Linked DNA regions of Sus scrofa: regions 1, 3 and 4 are each linked to region 2. Evidence: chromatin contacts called from public HiChIP or PLAC-seq and promoter capture Hi-C data. All regions are on one chromosome and are shown on one strand. Each heading gives the region's core, a stretch centred on a gene start, on an enhancer-like site or on the middle of the called end of the contact. The rest is flanking DNA. Distances are from core to core; before and after follow the strand shown.

Evidence for each region. Promoter capture Hi-C pulls out the DNA fragments that hold promoters and counts their contacts. HiChIP or PLAC-seq counts read pairs in DNA pulled down with a chosen protein or histone mark.
Region 1: an H3K27ac HiChIP or PLAC-seq map of skeletal muscle shows a contact between it and region 2, with 7 times the contacts expected there. The contact joins the enhancer-like site here to the promoter of ZBTB20 in region 2. A contact is called at or near these places in 1 of 5 promoter capture datasets (fetal skeletal muscle), 9 of 47 Hi-C or Micro-C datasets (alveolar macrophages, brain, fetal heart ventricle and 5 more) and 2 of 2 datasets of contacts at active chromatin or transcription factors (alveolar macrophages and skeletal muscle).
Region 3: a promoter capture Hi-C map of fetal skeletal muscle shows a contact between it and region 2, with 4 times the contacts expected there. The contact joins the promoter of TIGIT here to the promoter of ZBTB20 in region 2. A contact is called at or near these places in 1 of 5 promoter capture datasets (fetal skeletal muscle), 4 of 47 Hi-C or Micro-C datasets (mesenteric adipose tissue, psoas muscle, retroperitoneal adipose tissue and 1 more) and 1 of 2 datasets of contacts at active chromatin or transcription factors (skeletal muscle).
Region 4: an H3K27ac HiChIP or PLAC-seq map of skeletal muscle shows a contact between it and region 2, with 9 times the contacts expected there. The contact joins the enhancer-like site here to the promoter of ZBTB20 in region 2. A contact is called at or near these places in 1 of 5 promoter capture datasets (liver), 12 of 47 Hi-C or Micro-C datasets (alveolar macrophages, brain, embryonic fibroblasts and 6 more) and 2 of 2 datasets of contacts at active chromatin or transcription factors (alveolar macrophages and skeletal muscle).

The regions. Positions count from the first base shown.
Region 1 is chr13:145,595,016-145,597,715 of Sscrofa11.1, reverse strand. The region is part of intron 6 of ZBTB20 (zinc finger and BTB domain-containing protein 20); the gene reads right to left. Among named protein-coding and RNA genes, the nearest start is that of DRD3, 170 kb to the left of the region's middle. Within about 2 kb of position 1,430, at least 47 of the 83 cell types and tissues checked have an H3K27ac peak or open chromatin away from gene starts, as enhancers often do. A contact at or near this core is called in alveolar macrophages, brain, fetal skeletal muscle and 4 more, where this site is marked.
Region 2 is chr13:144,854,386-144,857,110 of Sscrofa11.1, reverse strand. ZBTB20 (zinc finger and BTB domain-containing protein 20) reads right to left here and starts at 1,290. Exons shown (of 10, transcript XM_021071270.1): 1 at 1,095-1,290.
Region 3 is chr13:145,797,627-145,800,332 of Sscrofa11.1, reverse strand. It overlaps TIGIT (T-cell immunoreceptor with Ig and ITIM domains), which reads left to right and starts at 1,309. Exons shown (of 7, transcript XM_003358804.4): 1 at 1,309-1,443. All of the region lies in intron 4 of DRD3 (D(3) dopamine receptor), which reads right to left.
Region 4 is chr13:145,616,169-145,618,935 of Sscrofa11.1, reverse strand. The region is part of intron 8 of ZBTB20 (zinc finger and BTB domain-containing protein 20); the gene reads right to left. Among named protein-coding and RNA genes, the nearest start is that of DRD3, 150 kb to the left of the region's middle. Within about 2 kb of position 1,260, at least 17 of the 83 cell types and tissues checked have an H3K27ac peak or open chromatin away from gene starts, as enhancers often do. A contact at or near this core is called in alveolar macrophages, liver and skeletal muscle, where this site is marked.

The DNA of each region.
Region 1 (2,700 bases), core at 181-2,680, 740 kb before region 2:
GATGTGCCAGCATGAGCTAGGAAATAAAACAAGCTGGTTTCTGCCCTCCCAGACTTGCGGTCTAATGTATACTGTTAAGCAGAGTAGCTTAGACAAAGCTGTCATTCAATATAGGTTTGTTGATGGAATGAAATTGAGTTGAAATGAAAGTTTATTTCGAGAATAGCTATAGTCTGAATCCCAATTAAGTCTCCTACTCCTTATGCAGCAGTGAAATCTACCTTGATTGGCTGTTTTTCCTCTGAACCCATGAAGGGCATCTGATCAGAGTAGGACCATTTTGCTCACTAAAGCTAGGCTGGTCCTCATGAGTCATTTAAATATCAGGATGAAACACTAGTGACAGATATCACTTAGAAAAAATATTTAAGATGCTCATGGACAAAGCCTTCAGCTGTGTGTTTCAGGGAATTAAGGAATGTCTCTTTCAAACAAGAGTACATGGCCAACTCACCAACATTGCTCTTTTAACTTTGCAAAAGTTGCATTGTTCTTTTTATCAATGGCCTTGCTTCCCTCCATAGATTTGATTCTGCTTCCTACATGAGTCGGGCACCATACCCTCCTGTTTGTTGTCTCAAGGGTCACCTCTGGAGAACATAGCATAGAGGCATTGCAACCACTTCTATGTGTAGAAAATACTGAAGCCTCAACCCTTTGGCCTCACCCCTCTGTTTGCCTAGTGTCATTCACTTATACTCCTGCACAGATAACAGAGATCCACTCACTCTCCTTAGAAACAATTCCTTTCCCACCTCACTCTTCTCCAATAATTCTAGACTCCCTTTTTCCAGAGCTGGGAAACACTAAGACAACAACAATCTAAGTCTAGACATGCACAGATGTCGTTTTGACCCTATTTTTGCAGTTCGTAGTTTATTAAGGAGGAAAAAGTAACTCATGTAGTAATTAGTTGCAAATAACCTTCTTTGGTTGTGTAAAAGAATTATATAAACATGGCACATCTGAGGGCAAGTCTCTCCCAGCCCCGGTGGCTGTGCATTATCCCCTGGAGCCTTTAGAGGGCAGCAGCACACCGGATGACTCCAGGCAGCTTGTCAGGCGAACTCCTCACCAGACCAGAACCTTCCTCCTGGTCACCATGCCAAAGGTTGGTTTGCCAAGCTCTGGCCGCTTAGCCTCTTTCTTTCTTTTCAGTTTCTCTCTCTCTTCTTCTCAATCTCTCTCTCTCTCACCCTCTCTCCCTCCCAACCTCTCTCCCTCAATGTTAAAATTATACACTCTGATGAAGTCGCCCCTCAACCGGAAAATGAAAGCTCCAATGAAAAAGTTAGACGAGCCAACGACAACAAAGAAAGAAACTGGGAGAAAGGGGAAAGGGGGCTGGTGAGGGGGAAGGATTTAAGAACAAGAAAAGGGCAGATGTTTCGTAAATATATGCAAAGCAAAACTGGGTGTACCCTGAACACTTCCACAGAGAAACAGACCAATCATTGTGCACTTCCTCCCGCCACACTGGTGGAGCTCTGCATTCAAAAAAAAAAAAAAAAGAAAAAGAAAAAGTGTGGCCGTAGGCACCTGCCTTTCAACGGTCAGTTCTGACCTTCTGACTATCTCCCAATTGTCCAAAGAGAACAAAAACATTTTCATCTCCCCACTGCAAACCTTTCTGTTATGAGAAAAAGGCTGCTTCACAAACTAGGGAGGTGTTTTAAGGTGACAGGGCAGCTGAGTTAGCCAGCAGGATCTACTGGTTTTTAACTCTCATCATGCTGGCCCTGGCAACACGTTTTGGGCTGAAACATAGCAGTGAGTAAGGTTGTGGATGATGTTGGCTCTCTCCTTACCAGACCATATTGTATGGGGAAAGAAATATACATGAAAACATATTGAGGAGATGGGAGGTATTAAGCATGTTAAATACATGGAAATTAACTAGATCGGTGGCATTTGATGTATAGATTTCACACGTCTTTGCACATATTGCACACATACAGTGATGGCAATGCTTGCTGCAACATATGGAAAATAAATATTTTATCTGTGCGAGTTCTCATCAGTCTCTAGGGGCTGCTGAGAGGAGAGTATTCTCTTCTGTCTCCCTCTCCCAGTTTTCTCTTCTCGCTCAGTTCCCACCCTTTCCTGCACATTAATGTGCCTTTCACTTATCAGCCTGGCTGGATGGAAAAGAATTAGTCAGAACCTCCTTTTGATAAACAGTCATTGGATCATGACAACTTTGACCCATGACCCTCCTCATCAACCCCTCCTCTGTGCCCCCGCCCTGATTTTTTTTGGCTTGGTAACCATTTCCTTTCTCTCTTTCCCAGTGGTGCATGGAAGAGGCTTGGGGAGGGGGGCATAGGGGAGGTGGTACCAAAATACCCCAGTGGAGGTTGGTGGTAGACCTGAGGTACACCATCCAGTAGCTGTGTGCCCTAGGGACATTCCTTTGCTTCTCTGGGCCTCAGTTTTTTCATCCATAAAATGGAAATAATAGAACTTACCTTAAAAGGTAAGTTCTAAGGGCTGATGTGAGGATTACATGAGATAATTCCTATAAGAGAGTGGCACAGTGCTGGCACACGGAGTGCCCCGTGATGGTAGCTCTTTCACAGAGTGTCAGTTCTGTGGTTTTCATCATTTCAGCTATAAGGAGGTACTTCCTTTATCTTAGTAACCTTTTTAATATCTAGATCAGGTCAGGGGCAAATGGATGGTAATTGTAGCAAAGGCAGA
Region 2 (2,725 bases), core at 41-2,540:
TTTTTATTGGAAAACTGTCACCCTGCTACTGACCCCATTCAACTGGGTTCAGCGTTAAGAGATCAGCGGATTACCGTGCTAGGTAGCGTAGCTGTACGCCATATTGTGTTTTTCGCTAATGTTTATAGTTTATGTGTGTGCCTAGCATATGTTTGTGCAAGTGTGTTTATCAATATAACTTTTAGAAAATCCCTTCCTCCTGCCTCTTCAGCATCCTTAAAAAGGATAACAGCTTCGGGAGGGGCGGGGCATGAGGCGGGTGGTGGGAGGTGACCAGAACGCCACCCGGACAGAAATGCATTAAACAATGTAAAAGAGAGTGCGTTTCTTTTAAACTTTCAAAAAGCATCCAACCATTTTATCTCAGCTATGAAAAAGAGCAAACATATTTTAATATTTCCAAAGGGGCCCAAAGGAAGAGAGAAAGAAGGAAAGGTGTGTCTTCCCTTCCCAAGCCCCCTCCTCTACAGTCGCAGCAGCGAAGCAGGCGGCGGCCGGTAGCTCCCGCGTCTTGAGGGGCGTCCAGCGGCTCTGGGGCCAGGACCCCTCCCGCCCCCCAGTTCTCTGAAGACGCTCCAGAGACCGCCAGAGCCACGGCAAGTGGGGAAGGGCGAGGAGGGAGGGGACGGAAGACAAGCGGGCGCCTCTAGCAGCTCCTGAGCCCCGGCTAGTCCCCCTCAGCTCCTCTTCTTGGAAGCGGCAGCTCCAGGCGCGGGGAGTAGAGAGAAGAAGGCAGAAGACACGTTTCCAGCTGCGGGACGCCCCGCCCGCCCTAGGACCCCGGACCCTCCCGCGCTCCCTCCCTCCGCGCCTGGTCGGGCGAGGCCGCCGCAGCCGCTTGGAGCGAGGAGGGGCGCCCGGGGGAAGGGGGCGCGGAGGGGGGACGCCTGGGGGAGGGGGCGTTCGCTTGGCCCGCCAACGGCCCGCGAGCTCGCCACTCTAACTCGCTCCCCCAACCCCACCCCGCGCCCCTCCTTTCCCGTCCCGCCACCCCCAACTCCTAGCGCCTCGCAGACGCCTGGTCCCCCACGGCATGCACACACCCCTCCCTCCCGCCCGCCAGCCCCACAACAAATTAGAGTTTTTGGCGTTACCTCCTCGCGCTCTTTAATCTTCTTTCCTCAACTCCTAAACTTCCCCCGCCCCTACTTCTTCGGCAAAAAGCCCACATTGGCCGCCTCACGCCGCGAACCCTCTATCTTTTCCTACTATTCGGTTTCCCTAATGCCACTCTTGGCTTCAGTGAGCCAATAAGAATGGGACGCCCCTCGTGAAGTTGCCGCCCATAAACAAAATACACTCTTCCTCCTCCCCTCACCTGTCCCCGCCCCCATTGCCTCTTCCCTCATCTCTACCACCTTCGATTGGACTAGAAAAGGCCCAATCCGCTATCTCAGACACCCATTGGGGCACGGAAACTTCGCTCAGAGAACTGTTAACAGGCAATTGGTCAGCAATCTTCCCACTTCCCCCCCACCTCTGCCGCACATTCGCCCACTCTGGAGAGGTCAGTCATATCTCGTTGTTCAGTGATCCGAGAGATGGGATTCTATTGGTTGAGAGAGCCCGTCAGACCGGACTGGAGTGAGCCATGATTGGTCAACACAAACACGATCAAGTGTGGTTGTCTACTCCTCCGATCCTCCTTTTTTTCTCCACGCCCCTGCCCCCTCCCGCCTGCTTTTACTTTCTACGCATTTCTATTTCCTCCTTTATTTATTTATTTGTGATAAACTTAAATGACCCGGCGACGGAGGCGGGACTCGAGACGAGGACGAAGATGACGAGGGACGGCCGGGGGCCAATTGCCGAGGGGGCTGCCGCGTGAGGGGCAGCGGCGTTGGCCAGTGAGAGGCAGGTGTCTGGAGCGCTCTAGGCCTATGGAGCCGGGATGCCCCAGCGGAGGCGGCGGTTACCCGCTGTCTGGCGCGGCAGGCTGGCGGGGGGGTAGCCACGGGAGGCGAGAAGCGGGGTGTCTCTGTCGCCGACAGCTGAGGCGGCAGGAGAAATATGGATGAGGGGCGGTGTGAGAGAAAACGGGAGAGAGGGTCTGCCGAGGCGGCGGCGCTCAAGGCCACGCTGGGTCAGGCTTGATTCCTGAGGAGTGGGGTGCAGGTTGCCAAGCCGGGAGGTCACCAGAGGCCGCTGAAGCAGTGCCAGTGCTCAATGGGAAAATGTGTTCGTTCAGGAGGTTTAGAAAAATACTATGTAAAACAGTTTGGAGTAAGCTGCCCTTAATATAAATGAGGATATTATTCTAGCGGGAAAAGCAGATTACTAAACGCCTGAAGTACCTACGACCCAACCGGAGCCTACAAAATTGAATATCCTGAGGGGTAAACCGAAGGAACAAATAAAGCAACACGGAAAATTAAATGCGGGTCAGATGCTTCAGTAAAACCTTCATCCTCATCCATTTGTCACTCAACATAGCACTTCCCAGAGACATATTCTTACCAAGAGTTGGTCCAGTACCCAGGCATTAGGGGGAAAAAAAAAAAAAAAAAAAAAGAATGAAGCTTAAAGCCGGCAGGAAGCTCAGGAAAGATTCCTAAAAAGGACTAAATGAAAAAATAAATAAATAAATAAATCTGCAGAATAAAAAATTGCCATAATTAGGGAATTCAGAAATAATTTATCACAAAATAAGAGACTTCATTAAGAATGCCATATGTACAAAAATATATTTGCAATGTGAAAATAATTTTTTTTATGGGACATGCTT
Region 3 (2,706 bases), core at 60-2,559, 940 kb before region 2:
ACAGGATTAACAACTGGCTTAAAAAATTCCTCAGATTTGGCCAATCCTCTCTCACTAGCCATTAGGAACTGACTCCAAGGCCACCACTGAGGAGTTCCCATTGTGGCTCTGAGGGTTAAGAACCCGACATAGTGTCTCCAAGGATATGGGTTTGATCCCTGGCTTCCCTCAGTGGGTTAAGGATCTGGTAATGCCGCAAGTTGTGGCTCAGGTTGTAGATGCAGCTTGGATCTGGTGTTGCTGATGCTGTAGGGTACAGCTCGCATTTGACCCCTGGCCCCGGGGAACTTCCAAGTGCTGCAGGTGCGGCCCTGAAAAATAAAAAAATAATAAACAAGCCCACCACTGAGAGCTGCACACTTGCCTAGCTATGCTTCAGCATCCAGCAATTTCTTGGAGGTTCTCATTAATTCAATAAGTCAGTGAGTGTAGGGAACTGACTTCATTTTACAAAGGAGGAATCAGAGCCATAGAGAGGCTGCACGATGGAACCAAGTTCCCATAGCTGGGGGCAGTGCAGACTCTGAGGTCAGGTGTCTCTTGAGTGCCCTCTCCTTGTAAAGGGCATTGCAAGTCTTCCAGGCCTTGTGAGGACAAGGGCTTCCCCAGCAAAGGTAGCATTGACAGGTGTATTATGAGGGCACCAGGGCCATCCAGAACAGAGCTTCCTCAATTAGTTTGATTCTATTCATTGTCTGGGGGTCCCGTTAAAATACATATTCCAAGGCCACCCCCTTGGATATTTGGTCCAGTCTAGAAGTGTGGTCCAGTCTAGAAGTGTGTATTTTTAACAAGCAAGAGGATTATGATTAGGCAAGCTGGAGAAAGAGCCTGGGGGAAAATTTCTGCGTCAAAAATTCTTGCTAACTTGGGTAAGAAGTGAGAGATGAGACTACACTGACCCTGTTACATTTATATTTTTTCTTCTTAATTTTAAAACATGATTAAATATTTCGAATAAATGAGCTCCCCCACCTCCATTTGCTTCCCAGGTTTTTCCGCCAGGAAGCTGGCATAGGAGCTGAGGCACGGAGGCTGTTCCGAGATTGACCAGCGGAGGGCACCATAATGCAGCAAGAACCCCGCCAGCGCGGCGGGGTGAGAAGTTCACTGCTCACCTGGGGGCTCTCCAGGCCTGGTGGGGAGGCGGAGAGGGAAGGCTCTCCCCCTCTTCCCGGTTCCTGCCGCCCTACAGGGACTCCGAATTCCCACTCGAGCAGACTGCTCAGCCTCCGGTCTCCTCCCTGATCGGTCGAAGAAGACTGACCTCAGGCGAGGGCAGGGCTGGGCGCCGGCCCAAGGCGCTCACCCGGCTCTTCCGGGTCTTTGGCCAGTGCGCGCCAGCGCGCTCTTCCCCGGGTCGCTGCCTGGCCAGGCTCCAGCCCTTTGAGCTCCTAGTTTCTGGGTCCCTTCTGGCCGCTACACTGGCTGTGTGCACAGTGGGTAAGTCAATGGACCTTGGAGACAGACTAATTAGCGTCTGAATCCCACTTGGCCTGTCGCTTAACCGTGTGGCCAGGGACCAGATATTTGACTTCTTTGAGACTCAATTTCCTCCTCTGCACAATGGGGATAATGATTCTGCCCGATAGGGCTGTTAACGGATATTGAATGAGATTATCCCTGTGAGATTTTTTTCTCAAAATATCCGGTATATACTAAAGAATTCAAAAAACAGTGTTATTATTTTTATTATTATTGTCATTTTTACTGTGCTAGGCCAAGGGGTCTGTGATTGTTCATATCAATAAGTTCACGGGTGTCTGCCCCTTATTCCTGATTATCAGGGAACATTAAATTTATTTGTTTAACAAACACACAAGTATAAAGCACTTTTTATGTGCTGGGCAACTGTTCAAAGTGCTTTACAAATATTAACTCATTTAATCTTCATAACGACCCTTTTGCTATTATCTCCACTGAACAGATAAAGGAACTGAGGCCCAGAGAGGTTAACTGACTTGCTCAATGTCACATTGTTATTAAGCGGTAGAGCCAGGATTTCCAGCCAGGCAGTGTGGCTCAGAGCTAGAGGGGCCTGGAGTATGGCTAAGGGCCTCTAAGGCAGTGATCTGGAGTAGAAAGATGCTGACTGAATCCTTACTTCTGTACCCATCAGCTGTGCCATCTGGGCAAGCTTACCTACACAGTCTAGAATCATAAAGATCTTTACTTATACAGAATGCAGATAATACACCTACCTTGCTAGGGCGTTGTGAGGATTAGCAATAATGACAAGCTCTTGCCTGGCACACACTACATGCTAAATAAATGGTAGCTAGTTCTACTCTTGCTGCTTTTAGATTCACTCAAGTTAGGATTAGCATGGAGGTAGCCAGGGCACTGAAGACAAAGGAAATGTGCCTGGTTTACTCCCAGGAAATTGCGCCTAGAGGGGTGGCCTGCCTTCCTGGATGGTGGCTCCTCTCTCAGCGTCCCATCCCCATCTCCACCAGTAAAGAGGCCACTTGATGAAAAGGACGTAGGAGTGGTGTGGGAGACTCCAGTTTCTAGTCCCAGAACTAACAGGCTGCAGGACCCCTGGGAGCATGTGACATTTCTGCACAAATGAATTAAACTATGATGCCCCTTCTGACTCTCAGTTCTGGGACTGGGGTTCATGGGCTTGTCACTCTACTGAGAGTCTTAGGATCCCTGTAGAAGGTGACCTCAGCCTGGAGCTCTATCCTGGGGAGGGAGGTGTGT
Region 4 (2,767 bases), core at 11-2,510, 760 kb before region 2:
GGGACTTTCAATGTTCAGTATGAATTCAGGGTCTAAGGTAATTGGTTTTTCATGTGTTCACTGTATTTCCCACAATCTGTGCTCCTTCATTAATGATTTTGGACACATACCATACTGTCCTCATCTCTCTGCTTCCACTTCCCCCAAGAGACAGCTCATTAAGTCCTCCTATCATTGAAGATTCATTGGAACTTAAAGATGAGCCACACCTTGTAACTCAAAGTGAGAAGAGATGACTAATCTGTGATGTGATATAAAAATGATCGAGTCGGTGTTCCCGTCATGGCTCAGCGGAAACGAATCTGACTAGGAAATATGAGGTTGCGGGTTCCATCCCTGGCCTCACTCAGTGGGTTAAGGATCCGGCATTGCTGTGCGCTGCGGCACAGGTTGCAGATGCAGCTCAGATCTGGCGTTGCTGGGGCTCTGGTGTAGGCCAGCAGCTGTAGCTCTGATTCGACCCCTAGCCTGGGAACCTCCATATGCAGCAGGTGTGGCCCTAAAAAGCAAAAAAAAAAAAAAAAAAAAAAAGATCAGGCCAAAGACATGGAAATAACTTAAATGTCCCTCAGCAGAGGAATGGATAAAGATGTGGTGTATATGTAAATGTGTATGTACACACACACACACACACACACAATACTACTCACTCAACATGAATGGACCTACAGATAATCATACTAAGCAGTGAGTCAGAAAGAAAAAGGCAAATATCATATGACATCACTTATACGTGGACTCTAAAATACAACACAAATGAACATATCTGCAAAACAGAACAGACTCACAGACATAGAGAACAGACCTAATGGCTGCAGGTGTCGGGGAGGATTGGGAGTTTGGGATGAGCAGATGCAAATTGGTGTATATAGGATAGATAAACAATAAGGTCCAACTGTAGAGCACAGAGAACTATATTCAATATCGTGTGAGAAACCAAAATGTGAAAGAATATGAGAAATAATACAGATATATCTGAATCACTCTGCTGTACAGCAGAAATTAACACATTATAAGGCAACTACAATAAAATGAAAAATAAATAAATAAAAGTTGACAGTAAATTAGGAAAAAAAAAGATCAGGCCAAATTCCTACCACTCTTGCCTAACTTAGGGAAGCTAAACTGCTTGGTAACAGATGTTACAGAGATATCTATCAATCAGCTTTGATAAGGGGTATTTATATTTGCATAAACAGTGTCAGGGATTGTTTAGAATCTTTTCACTTGGTGGCCACTGGGTGTCCTCATTTACAAAGTAAATATGCAATATTTAGTGCAGGTCACCAGAGAGAATAAAAGGCTCTAGTTTTCTCTTTGGCCTTTCACATACTGGGTATAAATTTATTGCTGAACTCACAACCAGGTCACATATTAGTCATGTTTAAAAACCTTCAGGTCAAACTGTTAAGGTTTATAACCAAAAGTAACTTCGGCAGGTTCCAGACATGAATTTACAAGGCTGTTTCCTTAGTAGAGGGGACTGTGAGCCAGTTATTAGAATGAACCCTTATTCATTTGAAAATTGGCATGGGATTTTGACTATTTGCCGAGAGAGCCAGGAGAGAGAAGCAGAGAAGGTCTTAATTTATTCTTGAAAGAAAAGAGAACATCAACTATCTCCATGGGATATTTGTTAAATTCTGTTTTTATCTCAACTTTTCTGAAAACCAATTAAAAATAATAATGAGAAAGATAAAATATGTCCTTTGCTTGGGGAACCTGAAATAATGTGAAAAATAATACAATGAGCTGTGTCATATAATGGTTATCAATCATTTCATATTTCAAGACAAAGAATTGTTATTCCTTTGTGGACCAGTTATTCCACGTGCAAAAGAAAGATGTCTGTGCTTCACAAGGATGTTACAGGACAAACAGAATGTGAAGGCACGAAGCATTCCGAAGAAGAGAAACTGTATGCAAGATAGATTTAAGGCATTACTAATATTCTAATTATGGTTGAGTCACAGTTGTATGACTTGTTCCTGATGGCAGACAGAAGTCAAGGCCAGAGCTCCCAGAGCCAACAAATATTTACTGTTTCAGCCACACCAAGGCACTGTGTGTGACATACTGCTTGGCAATCACTTCGTTCTCCCTAAAGTGACTTTTTGCATGCTTAGGTTTGTCAGTGCTTCTAAATTTAGATTATATACATCTTGGATGAGATTATTTCCTTGCAGGGCCAAAAGGATTTCCTTCTCCCCACCTTGCAAATTCTCAAACTTGAAATACAGAACTGCTGAAGATATTAACAATACCTGCTTTAACTAGCTTTAACTTGCTTTTTAAAAGCAAAGTTAACTGTACTTTTTTTTCACTAGTGTATATCCCCGGATGAATAATTATTTCACATCATTTCAGTATATAAACTAGCAGTATGATTCGGTGCCATAGCTAACAATTTATACAGATATCAGGGAAACTAGGAAGGTCCGAGGGCCCTTCGTTGCCTTTCCGAGATGTTCTCTGGCTGACTTGGCTTTGCTTGACAGCCTTTTCTGTTTCTAAAGGACCACCCACCCATGCCTCTAGTACAGCCATTTCTAACTCTTAATCAACAGTTTAAATCCCCAATAATGCATAATAGCTGGGTCACTTTCACCCTGAGTGTCTTCTAAAGAATCACCATGTATTCAGAGTGTATAGAAGTGTCTCCTTTCTTCTACAGATTCTTAAATTCCTGGGATTTACAGCATTTGCCAGCTCTTTAATGAGCAGATTAATTTCTGAACTAATGTAACCCTAAGACACATATCTGCAG